Linked DNA regions of Mus musculus: region 1 is linked to region 2. The links are chromatin contacts, called in public HiChIP or PLAC-seq maps. All regions are on one chromosome and are shown on one strand. Each heading gives the region's core, a stretch centred on a gene start, on an enhancer-like site or on the middle of the called end of the contact. The rest is flanking DNA. Distances are from core to core; before and after follow the strand shown. Region 1 has its middle 11 kb from the start of Mir6376. Region 2 holds the start of Copg1 (coatomer protein complex, subunit gamma 1).

Region 1 (6,248 bases), core at 1,494-3,993, 230 kb after region 2:
TGCATCCTCCCTGACTCCTGGATTGAAGAGAATGAACGGGAGCTAGAAGTCATGCAGGGCTGTTCCTGGGGCGCAGGGCAGTGATTGTTCGTGGGTGACATAAATCTCTTTAAGGACACAGAGCTGCGTCTAGACTGTGTGCTCTCCACTGACCGGTCTCTCACCGTCATGGGTCACTTTCTTGGATTTTTGCTGCATTTGAGCTTTACACAGTTTTCCTCCCTCACCCCTCTCTCTGAGACAGTCTCATGTATCACAGGTGAGCCTTGTATTCAAGATGTCGTTGAAGATGACCTTGAACTGCTGATTCTCCTGCCTCCACCTCCCAAGTTTTGAGATTACAGGTGTGTAATGCCATGTCTGGTTTTCACTGTTTTCTCTCCATATTAGTCAATCAATCAATCAATCAGTGCTAGACAGGATCTCATTTTGCAGCCCTGGCTGGCCTGGAACTCTATTTGCTGTTTGTTTTTTGAGACAAGATTTCTCAGTGAATCCCTGGCTGTCCTGGAACTTGCTCTGTAGACTTGGTTGGCCTCAAACTCAAAGATCCTCTTGCCTCTGTCTCCCTAAAGGTAGATGTCACCACCTCCCAGCTTGGCCCGAAACTCTTACAGAGCAGGCCGGCCTCAAACAGAGATGGCCTCAAACCTTTGCCATCTTCCCTAACCCAACCCCTGTGGCATTAAGGGCACTCGCTAGCATGTCTGGCTGCCAAGCTTTCTTAAAGGTGGGTGTGGGGGCTATTTACAAAGGTTTGGAAAATAAACCCTCACTAGGAAGCAAATAGAAAGGTAGGGTTGGGTTAGGTGGGATGCTGCAGCTGTCTTCCGGGACCTGTAGCCTTGGCAAAGTCATCCAACCGCTAGGAACTTTGTTTCCATCTTTAAAATGCAATAATGTTTGTTCCTTAGAGTGGTGTGAGCCTGAAATGAGTCTGCCAGTGGGGTGGCTCCTTTGGTGGTGGCAGTCCCAGCTGGGTAACAGGAACACACTACAGTGCTAATGATAAGAAGATGCAGCCTGGCAGCTCACAGAGCACTGGTGTCCTCCAGCCCCCAGCAGAGGACTGGGGTCCTCTATGCCTCTCTGCACAGTGACATGTGGGGACTGCTCTGGACATTTTCTAGATCAGGGATGTAGAGCAACTTTGAGTTTTGTCTGTAGAAGAGAATAATCTCTTGTTTTGAGGTCACAGAGCAGGTAGCAGGCACTCAATGAAGGCTGTAGCCCCTGGAATGTACCACAGCACTGCGGGGCAGCACCTCTGGCTGCTCTGGTTGTTTTGTGCATGTGGCCTATCCCTTGATTTTCTTGTTGCAAAGTGAATTGGTGTCTCTGGCCCCAGGGCACAGGGTCAGGGAAGAGCTGGGTTTCACCTTGCTATATGGGGTTCGGGTAGGGGTTGAATTGGAGCCTTGTAGCCACTAGAGGGCACTCCAAACCCTGCAAATCCACCCCTGCTTGGGCCTCAGGGTGGACAGAGGGTGGGTGTCTGCATGCAGAGATGGAAGGAGCCTGGATACTGGGGCCTCTCACCCTTCGTCCCTGTTTTGCCCACGTTGGCTGTGGGTGGCCTTGCTGGCCTCACGCTCTGATCTGACGTAGGCTCATCCTGAGATCCAGCGCAGAGGGCTCCGGTGAGGATCAGGGATGAGTGAGGCCCCAGACAGTCACCTTGTTGACAGGTTCACATTCTAGGTTTGGGCCCTTACACCACTGGTTCCTTTCTGACTTCTTCCTGGTGCAGGGATGGGACCCAGAGCTTGGGTGCACTAGGGTACTGAAGCACAGCCCAGCCCCCATTAGTTCCTGCCAGCTACACCCCCTGCAATCATCAGAGTAGAAGTTGTTATTGAGGACACCAGGGAACACTGAGAATGAGAAAGAGCTGAAGAGCTGAAGCCCTCAGCCCTTGCTGTCAGGTACCTATGAGGGCTCTGCACAGCAACAACAACAGAAAGCCAAAATTCATAAAACAAAACAAAATATGCTCTCTGAACCCCCAAGACAGAAAACAGTGGTAGGTCACAAACAGGATCTGTGTGATCAAGAAAGCAGGGGACCCATCTGACTGGGTCAGCACCCCCCCCCCGGGGATTCTGGGTAATCACTGGGGGTTGGGTCCATGGGGGCCAGAATGTTCTGCTGGCCTTGGGCATCAGAGGCAGCAGCCGATAAGTCGAGACTAGGGTTGATGGGCCAGCAGACCACGGTGGCTCTTTGATCCTTGGAGTGATTTACTCAGCAGGAATATGTATGTCACATGAGAGGCTTGTCCTCCCAAGCCTGGCTGCTGGGACAAAGCTGCCCTTTCCTCTTTCCTAGGCTAGCCCGACTCCATGTGGGGTTGTGGGGTCCTAGGTGGCTGTGGTCAGCTCATGAATGGTATGTCAGGAGCTCCAGAGAGCGAGTCCGTGGGAGGTGAGCTGAGTGCTCCAGTGAACAGGCATCCAAGCACAGAGGGCCAACGGAGCAAGACAGGACCCGGGCCTCGGCCCTCACCCTGCTCCACTGGAAGACTCTGGTGGCTGGTTGGGGCCCAGTATGAGTGGGGCCCCCATGAGTGTATGGAGAAGGCCTACCCGGCGTGAAGCTTTCTGTCTCCACACCCAAGCTTATACTTCATCTGCTATCACCTCCCTCCTCCTCTGTCCTTTGGGCCCATTGCAGCACTCCTCTGTAGGCTCCAGGAGGTGCACATGTGTTTTCAATTGTAAAAACAATGCATGCTCATAGCAAGCCTTCAAACTGTCCAGAAGGCACAGAAAAGAGAGCGGAAGCCCCACCTTCCTCCCACTCTCCTACCCACCTAGAGCTTTCTTAGTGGATTCCCTGGAGGGTTTCGTTTTAACTGTATGTCTCTGTGCTCTGCTCCACATCAGCTCCCGTGGCCTGGGCCAGACCCAGATCCACACAGCATGCATTGAAGATGTTGCACAGGATGGCTATGGAGGGGAGGTGTGTGTGACATACAGAGAGAGAGACAGAGAGAGAGTCAGAGAGAGAGAGAGACAGAGAGAGAGAGAGACAGAGAGAATGAGAGACAGTGAGAGAATGTGTGTATGCACGTGTGTGAGTGTGTATGTGTGTGTGTGTGAGAGAGAGTATGTGTGTGTGTATGTGAGTATGTATGTGTGTGTGAGAGAGACAGAGACATAGAGACAGAGTGAGAGAGTATGTATATGCACATGTATGAGTGTGTATGTGTGTGAGAGAGTGAGAATGTGTGAGTGTGTGTATGTATGTGTGTGAACGTGTGTGTGTGTGTGTGTGTGTGTGAATGAGTATGTGTGTGCCTCTCCTTCTTTCCCAATGAGGTTCCTCCCAGCAGCTGAATCTTCCCTGTATGACATTCTGTTAACATTATTACAAGTTAAATTCAGGACGGAATGTGACAGCATATATGTATAATTCCAGAACTGGGGAAGTGGAGGCAGGAGGATTAAGAAGAGTTCAAGAGCATCTTTGACTACTTGTTGAGTTTGAGACTAACCTGGGTTACATAGGACTCTGCCTCAAAACATCAGGTCAAATTAAAACAAAACAAAAGAAATAAAAAAATCAACTTGAATTCAAAGCTGCATATATAGAGTGGCGTAGGCCTGTTGTCCTCGGAAGGAGAGCAAGGCCATTCTGGACTCCAGAATGAAACTCTGTTTCAAAGAAATAAAATCCATGAGTTCGGGTTCAACGTTTAATGTCTGAAGGTATTTGCACATTACTGTCTGTGTCTGGAGTCAGTTCTGATGGACACTAACCTGGTGTACCAAGGCTTCCTGTATATTTTCTCCCATTCTTTCTGTTCCTTTTCCCAGAATTCCCCTTTGGTTCCAGCCTGGCTCCCAAGGTCCTGAGGCTGTGACATCTGTCCTTGGCAACTTAATGAGAAAATGGACACACATGGAAATGGAGACAGACCGTGTCTCTGACCTCCTCAAGGGCACCCATGCCTGTTTGTGCCCTTTGGGACAGCACCTGGCCTGACATTTGGAGTCCCTACTGTCCTTGGATGGGACAGAGGGGAACAGAGGGGACCATCTGCCCACCATAGAGGCCAGAGGACATGCTAACACACTCAGGTGCTGCAGGACAGTCAAGACGGATGGCACTGTCCTCTTCAAGGGTGGCCACTGCTCTGCTCCTGGTTCAGGGCTGAGAAGGGCAGTGGCCTGGGTTGCCAGAGCGGAGTAGAGCTTCTAAGGCAAAGCTGGAAATACAACACACAGTGAAAACCCAAATGCACATAGAGATGGAAATTCAAAACCCAGTCACCGTGGAGCGGGTGAGAGACCCAGGGTCTGGCTTTATGACACTGATTTCTCAGATCACCCTTTCTTCAGAAAAAAAAGGGGGGGGGAGGGCGGGTTTTCCCTTAAGAAGACAGGGATGGGGGCGTTAGATAACCACAGAGCACAGGGAAGGCATTCAGAGAATACATTTTGCTTCGTAGAAAACCCATCTCTTGAGTTTCTGGTTTCCCCACAGCTTAGGAACCTTAGTCAGCCGGAACCTGAGGACTGCAGCGAGTCCTGAATGTAATGGCCCAGCGACTGCCAAACCCAGATATGATACCAGTCTGCCGAAGAATGAGGCGGGGACCCATGCAGGGGAAACCCACGTTCCATCCAGGACAGCAGCCAGGGGCTGATAGGGTTGGAGTCCTGGCCCAGGAGAGGAGGCTCCGGAGCTGACCTGCCTGCCTAGAGAAGCCCCGAGGCTTCCTGGATGTTGGCAGATTACCAGCCATCCTCCTGTATAACATAGCCAGGGCCTGCTCAGGCTTGGGGCCAGCTTGGAACATGACTGAGCGCCATGATGCTTGCTGTGCCTCAAGTCTTGGCATCTTGCCCTGGTAGGCCAACCCAGGCCAGTGTGGGTTGACGTAGCAAGCTGAGCGCAGGAGGCAGGGAGACTGAGCCTTCCTCTTGTCCATTTCTCGCTGACATCTCTTCTGTCCTTTCCCGGTTGTCTCTTCTTGGCCCCTGCTCCCCCATGGGGTATGTCGTGGGAGGCTGTTGACAATTTGAGCATTAATCTCTCTGCCTGGGGCCTCATGGTCAGGTGGCGCTTATCAGGGCCCTGCTCCTGTCAGATGGGCCTTCCGGAGCCCGTGGGTGAGGGGGGCCAGCAGAACCCCTGCTGCAGGGCCTGATGGCTGTCTCACCATCCCTGGGCCTTCACAGCCCCTGCCTCCCCCCGCCACCCCGTGGGCCACCTTCTTTACCACATCAGGATACAGAGCATTGCATGAATTCCGGTCTCAATGGAATTATTTCAGAATTCTGGTCAACCGCAAGCTCGGGGTGTTTCACAAACTATCTATCACTGCTGTGCGGTGGGCAGAACGTGGCCCGGGGGCAAGTAACGGATGCGAGAGGCCCTGTCCACTGCCTGGGGGGTGGCAGTCCCCCACCCCTGGCAGCACCCAGGCCTCTGCTGGCAGATGATACATGGTTCACTAGCCCCCTCCCACCAACCTAGCAGGGATCAGGCTCAGGGTGGGGCTCAGGAGAGGCAGCATATGGCTAGACCCTGTCGTGCCAGAGCTCTGAAATCAGCGTGGGCACAGGAAGCCAGGATTACTGTCCTTAATTAAGGGAGGCTGTGCGGTGCTGTAGACCTGTGGCACTTCCTGGGCTAACCCAGTTATTCCCTTGCCTCTTTCATGGGGACGATCCTAATAGCCTTACTACTGCTAGTGAGGTATTACCTTTGCATGGTAACACACCCAAACACCATCAGGGACTTGTATGGTCCATGCTGCTGCAAAGGTCGCTCCTCTTTTTCCTGGTAAGGGTACATGGTGGTCATATCTGTTTGCATCTCTATCATTATTACTATTATTGTTGTTGTTGTTTTGCTTTTTTGTTTTGTTTTGTTGTGTTTTGTTTTGTTTTTGAGACAGGGTGTCTCTGTGTAGCCCTGGCTGTCCTGGAACTCACACTCTAGACCAGGCTAGCCTTGAACTCAGAGATCCACCTGCCTCTGCCTCCCATGTGCTGGGATTAAAGGCGTGCATCACCACCACTTGGCTCCTTAATTTCATTTTTATTGAGGAATAAATTCAAAAGTGAAAAACTGTTAGCCGAGGCAGCATAAACGCCTGTTCACTCTTCTTTTTCAGTCTCTCTCTGTGTCTGTCTCTGTGTACAGATGTACCAGGCACATCAGGCACATCACACTTGTAGCACATGCTCTTGGGGAATGCTTGACAAACTATGCATCTGGTTCTTTGCTCTCATGGG
Region 2 (6,238 bases), core at 2,459-4,958:
CATGCTAAACAAGCATTTGTCTTATGAGGCCAGAGACTGTTCCTGAAGCAAGGATGGTCCTGCATCTCCTCATTACACTGAGCAGACATTCATGCTCTTTCCAAGTCATTTTGGTGGACTGGTAGGGCCTAGCTTCCTATCTCATGTTCTGACTTCTGAAAAACAAAACAGAAAGAATTGGTGATGTCAGAGGAAGACCTGAAAACCCTACAATACACTGTACGTTTCCTTTTTAATTTGGGTACTATGGTGACAAAAATATTAGAATAATACCATTACATTTTCAGATTTTAACTTTTATTTTTGTGTTTGTTTGTGTACATGTGTGTGCAAAAATGTGTGTGGGTGCCCTGGAAGACAGAAGAGGGGATTACATCCCCTGGAGGTAGAGTTACCATTGGTTGTGAGTCAAGTGGTGCTGGTCTTCTGGAAGAGCAGCAAATGCTTGCTCTTGATCCCTGAGCCATCTCTACAGCCCCTCGTTTTTGTAATTGTTCTTTGACAATTTCATACATGCATGCAATACTCTCTCCCACTTCTCCCTGACTGCTTTCTCAGAGGTCCTGAGTTCAATTCCCAGCAACCACATGGTGGCTCACAACCATCTGTAATGGGATCCGGTGCCCTCTTCTGGTGTGTCTCAAGAGAGCAAAAGTGTACTCACATACATTAAAAAATAAAATAAATCTTTGAAAAAATTAGTATTATGGCCTACTTAGCCACAAAAGATGTTAAAAAAAAAACTAATCAAAATGGATGAAAGTACTAGATATAAGAATCAAAAGTCTGACTCTCTGAAGAGAACAGAGATGAAAATGATCTTGGCTTAAGCAATGATTCTTCAAGATGACACCAAATGCTCTCAAGGAAAGAAGACAGATAGTCTTCTATTTCCTTCCTTAAAACTTCTTTTTTGAGCTGTAGACATGGCTCAGCAGTTAAGAGTACCGGCTGCTCTTCCAGGGGTTCTGAGTTCAATTCCCAGTAACCACATGATGGCTCACAACCATCTGGGATCTGATGCCCTCTTCTGGTGTGTCTGAAGAGAGCAACAATATACTCATATATAATAAACAAACAAACAAATAAATAAATCTTAAAAAATTTCTTTATCAAGAGTAAACTTTATTAGAACTTTTGTTTTTGTTTGAGACAGGGTTTCTCTGTGTAGCCCTGGTTGATCTAGAACTCACTGTGTAGACCAGGCTGGCCTTGAACTCACAGAGATCTGCCTGCCTCTGCCTTCCAAGTGCTGGAATTAAAGGCATCTACCACCATGCTCGGCTTTAAGTAGTGATTTTTTAAAAGCAGAGTTCCCATCAAATTAACACTCACTTCAGGGCAAAAATACATTTTAAAAACCTAAAACCCTGACTAATGCACCAAATGGCTGTTTTTATAAGAATGGAATCAGCAGCCAACTCTCTGGTTTCATCTGTATAGTCTATAATATTAAGTAATACGAGCCAGGAAGTGGTGGCGCACACCTTTAGTCCCAGCACTTGGGAGGCAGAGGCAGAGGCAGAGGCAGAGGCAGAGGCAGAGGCAGAGGCAGAGGCAGAGGCAGAGGCAGAGGCAGAGGCAGAGGCAGAGGCAGAGGCAGAGGCAGAGGCAGAGGCAGAGGCAGAGGCAGAGGCAGAGGCAGAGGCAGGTGGATTTCTGAGTTTGAGGTCTACAGAGTGAGTTCTAGGATAGCCAGGGCTACACAGAGAAACCCTGTCTTGGAAAAAAGAGAAAAAAGTACTATGAAGCATTGCTAGGTGGTACAGCCATGCTCACTGGCTACCTCACACAGTTCCAGCAAAGCCGAGCGAGCCAACTGCTGCAATCGATGCTCTTCTAACTCTAACTTTTGGTTTTGTTCCCTGCATGTTGCATTCTTGGGGACTGTATGTGTTATGATTCAGTTTATGTCTTTTCCTGGGGAAAATTATGAATTATGTCTGAGTCTTTAAGAAAAATCCTAAAATTAACTTTATTTGGAAGTCTTCCTTATGCCCTGGAGATCATTAACCACAGATAAGCACATAGCTCCATGAGGCCATTACTCCAGGAATCGGCTTGGGGTATCGGCCCCTGAGCAAACTCACGAAGGATAACTGATGGAGGGCAAACAGACAATTGATGAACTCTGTCCAAAATAGATTACAGATTCAATGTCTCTTTTTTATTATAGGCTTAAAGCTCTCTGAAAATGGAGTTTAAAGACAGGGAGTCATACAGGGCATACCCCTGGAGGAATAAACTCAGTAAACAATTTATATTGACTAAAATAAACATTTTCTACTATGTTTATCATGTTTAATCATGTTTTACATGATAAAACATATAATGAAGTTAGATAGTCATCTTTGCAGCTCATAAAAAGACCAATTCAGATATTTCCTGTTTGTCTGGAGTGCTTTAAAACTGCAAACACTGCCAGCCTACAAGCAGCCTGCCACATAGTAAGTGTGTTTGTTTTGGAGGAGACAGTCTTTAGATTCTTTAAATTGGTGTTATAGGGCAGATAATAAGAATAAAATCTGTTGTTTATATTTTCTATTTGTAACTGAGCTTTTAACCCTGGTTATGTAATGATAAGTCAGACATATTTTGTACTACTGGATAATCATTAGCTTGTCTTTGTTCTGTGAAACTTGTGTAAATAAAGACGCTCTTGGTTGCTAGTCAGTCAGAGCAACAGAAATGGCCTGATCTCTAATAAGTAAGTCAGAGTTACAGAAATGGCCTGATTGCTATCAAGTCAGAGCTGCTAAATTCCCCTAACTATCTGGCTTGGCTTGCCTCACCCTCTCCCCTTGCCTAATACTCATCTTCTCTGTGGGCCAATTTGTCAGCAACAATATTTGAATTCCTTGTCAAACCACAAGTTTTATAGTATTTGGTAGAAAAGACTCATTTAATAATTTTCACAACTGAACCTGGCCCTCAGACTTGGCAGCAAGCACCTTAACTTAGCGGCTGAGCCATCTCATTGGCTCTATTTTTTGAGGTGGAAGTCATGTAGGTCTGGTGCAGGGGGATGGCCTTGAACTTCTCATCCTCCTTTCTCTGCCTCATGAGTGTTGAAATTACTCGCTATGTCCAGTTATATCTCAATGTTAAAGCACAAATGTACATAACTCTATTCATTGCCTTACAAAGCTAGACTCGGATGGAATCGGTTCCTTGGCTAGCAACAGATGCCCTTTTCCCTCTCACCACCATCTCTGTCATGGTGACTCCTCTGGCCTCAATCCTTGGGGCCAGTGAACTTGTTTGAGAGCAGCTTCCCAATAAATTTGCCCTTAAAATATTCTAACCTGACTTGAATTGGCTCATTTTACCGGTGGCGGAAAAATAACCTATTAGTGAGACTTACTTCCGGAAAATGACAATAAAGAGTAGCAGGGAACATGTATGGGGTCAGCGTGCTGCATGCAACCCTCCCATCAGAATGCCCTTTAAATTCAGCCAGGGGTAACTGCAAACACAGCAGCCACAGGACCACAAGGGGGCGCAGAAGCGGAGCACCCGCAACCGCAGGTCTAGGCTCCGCCTCCAGTGTCTAGCCACGCCCACTTTCCTGGGTCTCACCCCTCCCCTTCCGCCCTCTTCCACCTAGGTTTTGGCAATCTCCGGACAGGCAATGAAAAAGGTGGGCGCAGTTGTGCGCAGGCGCAGACAACAGAGTGCGCAGGCGCAGTCCATAGTGCAGTGCTCAGGGCGACGTGGCGGGCGGGAGTACGGAAGCCGCAGGGAGAAGCTGTTCTCACCGCTACTCTGAGCATCTTCCTGCTGCGTGGAGCTACCGCTGACACCATGTTGAAGAAATTCGACAAGAAGGACGAGGAGTCTGGTGAGGGCCCCTTGAAAGACCTGGGGAGGTCAGATCCTCGTAGGGGTTCATGGGACCTTCCTTGGCTTCCTTCTTCCGGGCCTCTGTCAGAGCCAGATCCGAGGCCCAAGAGGGGCAGGGGCTTGTGCGCAGGTCCATCTATATCTGTTCTCGGAGGAAACGTGCTGTTTGCCCTCTCCAGCTCTGGCCAGGATTTCTGCGTGACCTTGTGCGGGTAACACTCCTCTCTGGGCCTCAGTTTCCCCATCTTGTCAGAGGAGGTTCCCAGGCTGGATGTTACCTTGCATTTCACCCGACCTCTTGGTATTTGCTGCGATAATTCTTTGCCTATCTGGGTGTAACCAGTCCTACAGTTAATAACCCTGACCGTTTCATTCATTCAATAAACTACAATTACTGAACATCAGGCACCTCACTGATCATAATATTACAGTAGCTAAAGCAAGTTCGATACTAGATGCCTGCAATAGGAATGTTAGGATGGAGAGCCCAGACAGTAACCAGATAATCGCATGCATAATTTTTTAATGTAATATCTGCTGTCAGGGAAACTCAGTCACAGGTTAGTTAGTGTTGGTTGTCTCCGACACATAGATTCATTTAAGTTCTGGTTGCATAGATCAGTGCCAATTATTGAACCCTAAAATGCTCAGAAAGAATGCTTAGGTGACTGTGAGAGAGCCTTGACGGCCTCTGGTAGATGATAGAGACTTCCTTCTCTCTTCCTCGTGTTTGGCAGGTTTAGGGTCACAGTTCGGGGCTGTAACTCAGTTGATAGAGTGCTTGCTTAGCTTGGGTGAAGCCCTGTGTATGATCCACAGTACCATGTAAACCAGGAGGCCGAGGCGGGAAGATCAGATGCACAAGAGCCGACCTCTGCTACATTTTGAGTTAAAGGCTAGCATGCGATACATGAGAGTCTGTGTCAGCACAGGAAAAAGGAGAAAAGCAGTTCATTCAAGATCACAACCGTAATCAGTCTTCTCTGTGCACTGCAGGTGGAGGCTCCAACCCCCTCCAGCACCTGGAGAAGAGTGCCGTACTCCAAGAGGCAAGTGCCACCATGCCTGTGTCTGGTCAGGAATACCTGCCAGCCCTGCTGTCAGATACTAACATACATGGAGTGCTGGTTTATAAAGCCTGGGTCCAGGAAGATGGGACTTTATTCATTGTATTTGCTAGTGTGGCTAGTATTAGGGCAGCCCAAGGGAAGACTTCTGGTATGGTTAGTAGATAAATTAAGAAAAATAAACTCTTGGGAGCTGGACAGATGGCTCAGCGGTTAAGAGCACTGGCTGCTTATTCTTCCAGAGGTCCTGAGTTCAATTCCCAGCAACCACATGGTGGCTCACAACCATCTGTAATAGGATCTGATGTCCTCTTCTGGTGTGTCTAAGACAGCGACAGTGTACTCGTATACTTAAATAAAATCTTAAATAAATAAATAAACTCTTCCCACTTGAGAATACATTTATGTGGACTGAGTTAATACGTACCCTATGGTTCTCTAGGCCCTTCATGAACTGAGGGGCAGCTGTGGTAGAAAAGTGTACTAGGCTAGAGGTAATGGTTGCTTCTTCACAGGCTCGGGTCTTTAACGAAACTCCCATCAATCCCCGGAAATGTGCTCACATCCTCACCAAGATCCTTTATCTCATAAACCAGGTAACAAGATGAACTTGGCAGGGAATACAGGGGAGGTTGTGTAAATGGAGATGTACCCTTACGCTTTTGACAGCTCTGTGATTGGAACCAACAGTCTAGGCCTGGGTCCTCTTAAGTTTCCGGCTCTCATTTGTTGCCTGTGCTCAAGTGCCTGCAGGCTCCAAAGGTCTAGCCTACTGACCTCCTGTCCAAACCTGTGGCTTTTCTGATTCCCACAGGGGGAGCACCTGGGGACCACGGAAGCAACTGAGGCTTTCTTTGCCATGACCAAGCTCTTCCAGTCCAATGATGTAAGTACACTGATGATCTGTGCGTTTCTGCAGATGTTGCACCCATGGCAGGGTGGCAGGAGGTCTGCCTGTCAGTATAGACTGCCGTCCACAGAATCAGGCTTCTCCTGACTCTAATCCTCTCCCACCAAGCTGATCAGGTCTTCTCCATGCCTTTTTCAGCCCACACTCCGCCGCATGTGCTATTTGACCATCAAGGAGATGTCCTGCATCGCTGAGGATGTCATCATTGTGACAAGCAGGCATGTCTTGGGCAGGGGTGGCTCCTCTGGTGGGATCCATTGACAGAGACAACATGTACAGCCAAGAGCCTTTTGACATCTGTTCTGTGCCCTTTCCTCTTAGCCCACCCTATGCCAGCCTCTAGAATGGTCTGCTTATTTCTCACTTCCTAGGCCTTGCCTTTCTTCTTCCTCCTTAGACAATACAACCAGCATGGAGC

What was found. HiChIP or PLAC-seq counts read pairs in DNA pulled down with a chosen protein or histone mark.
Region 1: an H3K4me3 HiChIP or PLAC-seq map of craniofacial prominence shows a contact between it and region 2, with 4 times the contacts expected there. The contact joins the enhancer-like site here to the promoter of Copg1 in region 2. A contact is called at or near these places in 2 of 39 promoter capture datasets (embryonic stem cells and macrophages), 2 of 15 datasets of contacts at CTCF or cohesin (embryonic stem cells and large pre-B cells), 54 of 484 Hi-C or Micro-C datasets (B cells, B-cell progenitors, CD4 T cells and 30 more), 28 of 115 datasets of contacts at active chromatin or transcription factors (Th17 cells, acute myeloid leukemia, astrocytes and 16 more) and 4 of 9 other capture datasets (adipose tissue, liver, macrophages and 1 more).

Annotation. Positions count from the first base shown.
Region 1 is chr6:88,111,883-88,118,130 of GRCm38.p6, forward strand. No RefSeq gene overlaps it. Among named protein-coding and RNA genes, the nearest start is that of Mir6376, 11 kb to the left of the region's middle. RefSeq lists an enhancer at 4,943-5,501. Within about 2 kb of position 2,744, at least 42 of the 459 cell types and tissues checked have an H3K27ac peak or open chromatin away from gene starts, as enhancers often do. A contact at or near this core is called in bone marrow-derived macrophages, brain, cerebellar granule neurons and 4 more, where this site is marked.
Region 2 is chr6:87,884,232-87,890,469 of GRCm38.p6, forward strand. It overlaps Copg1 (coatomer protein complex, subunit gamma 1), which reads left to right and starts at 3,709. Exons shown (of 24, transcript NM_017477.2): 1 at 3,709-3,841; 2 at 4,840-4,892; 3 at 5,426-5,506; 4 at 5,725-5,796; 5 at 5,959-6,038. The coding sequence starts at 3,805.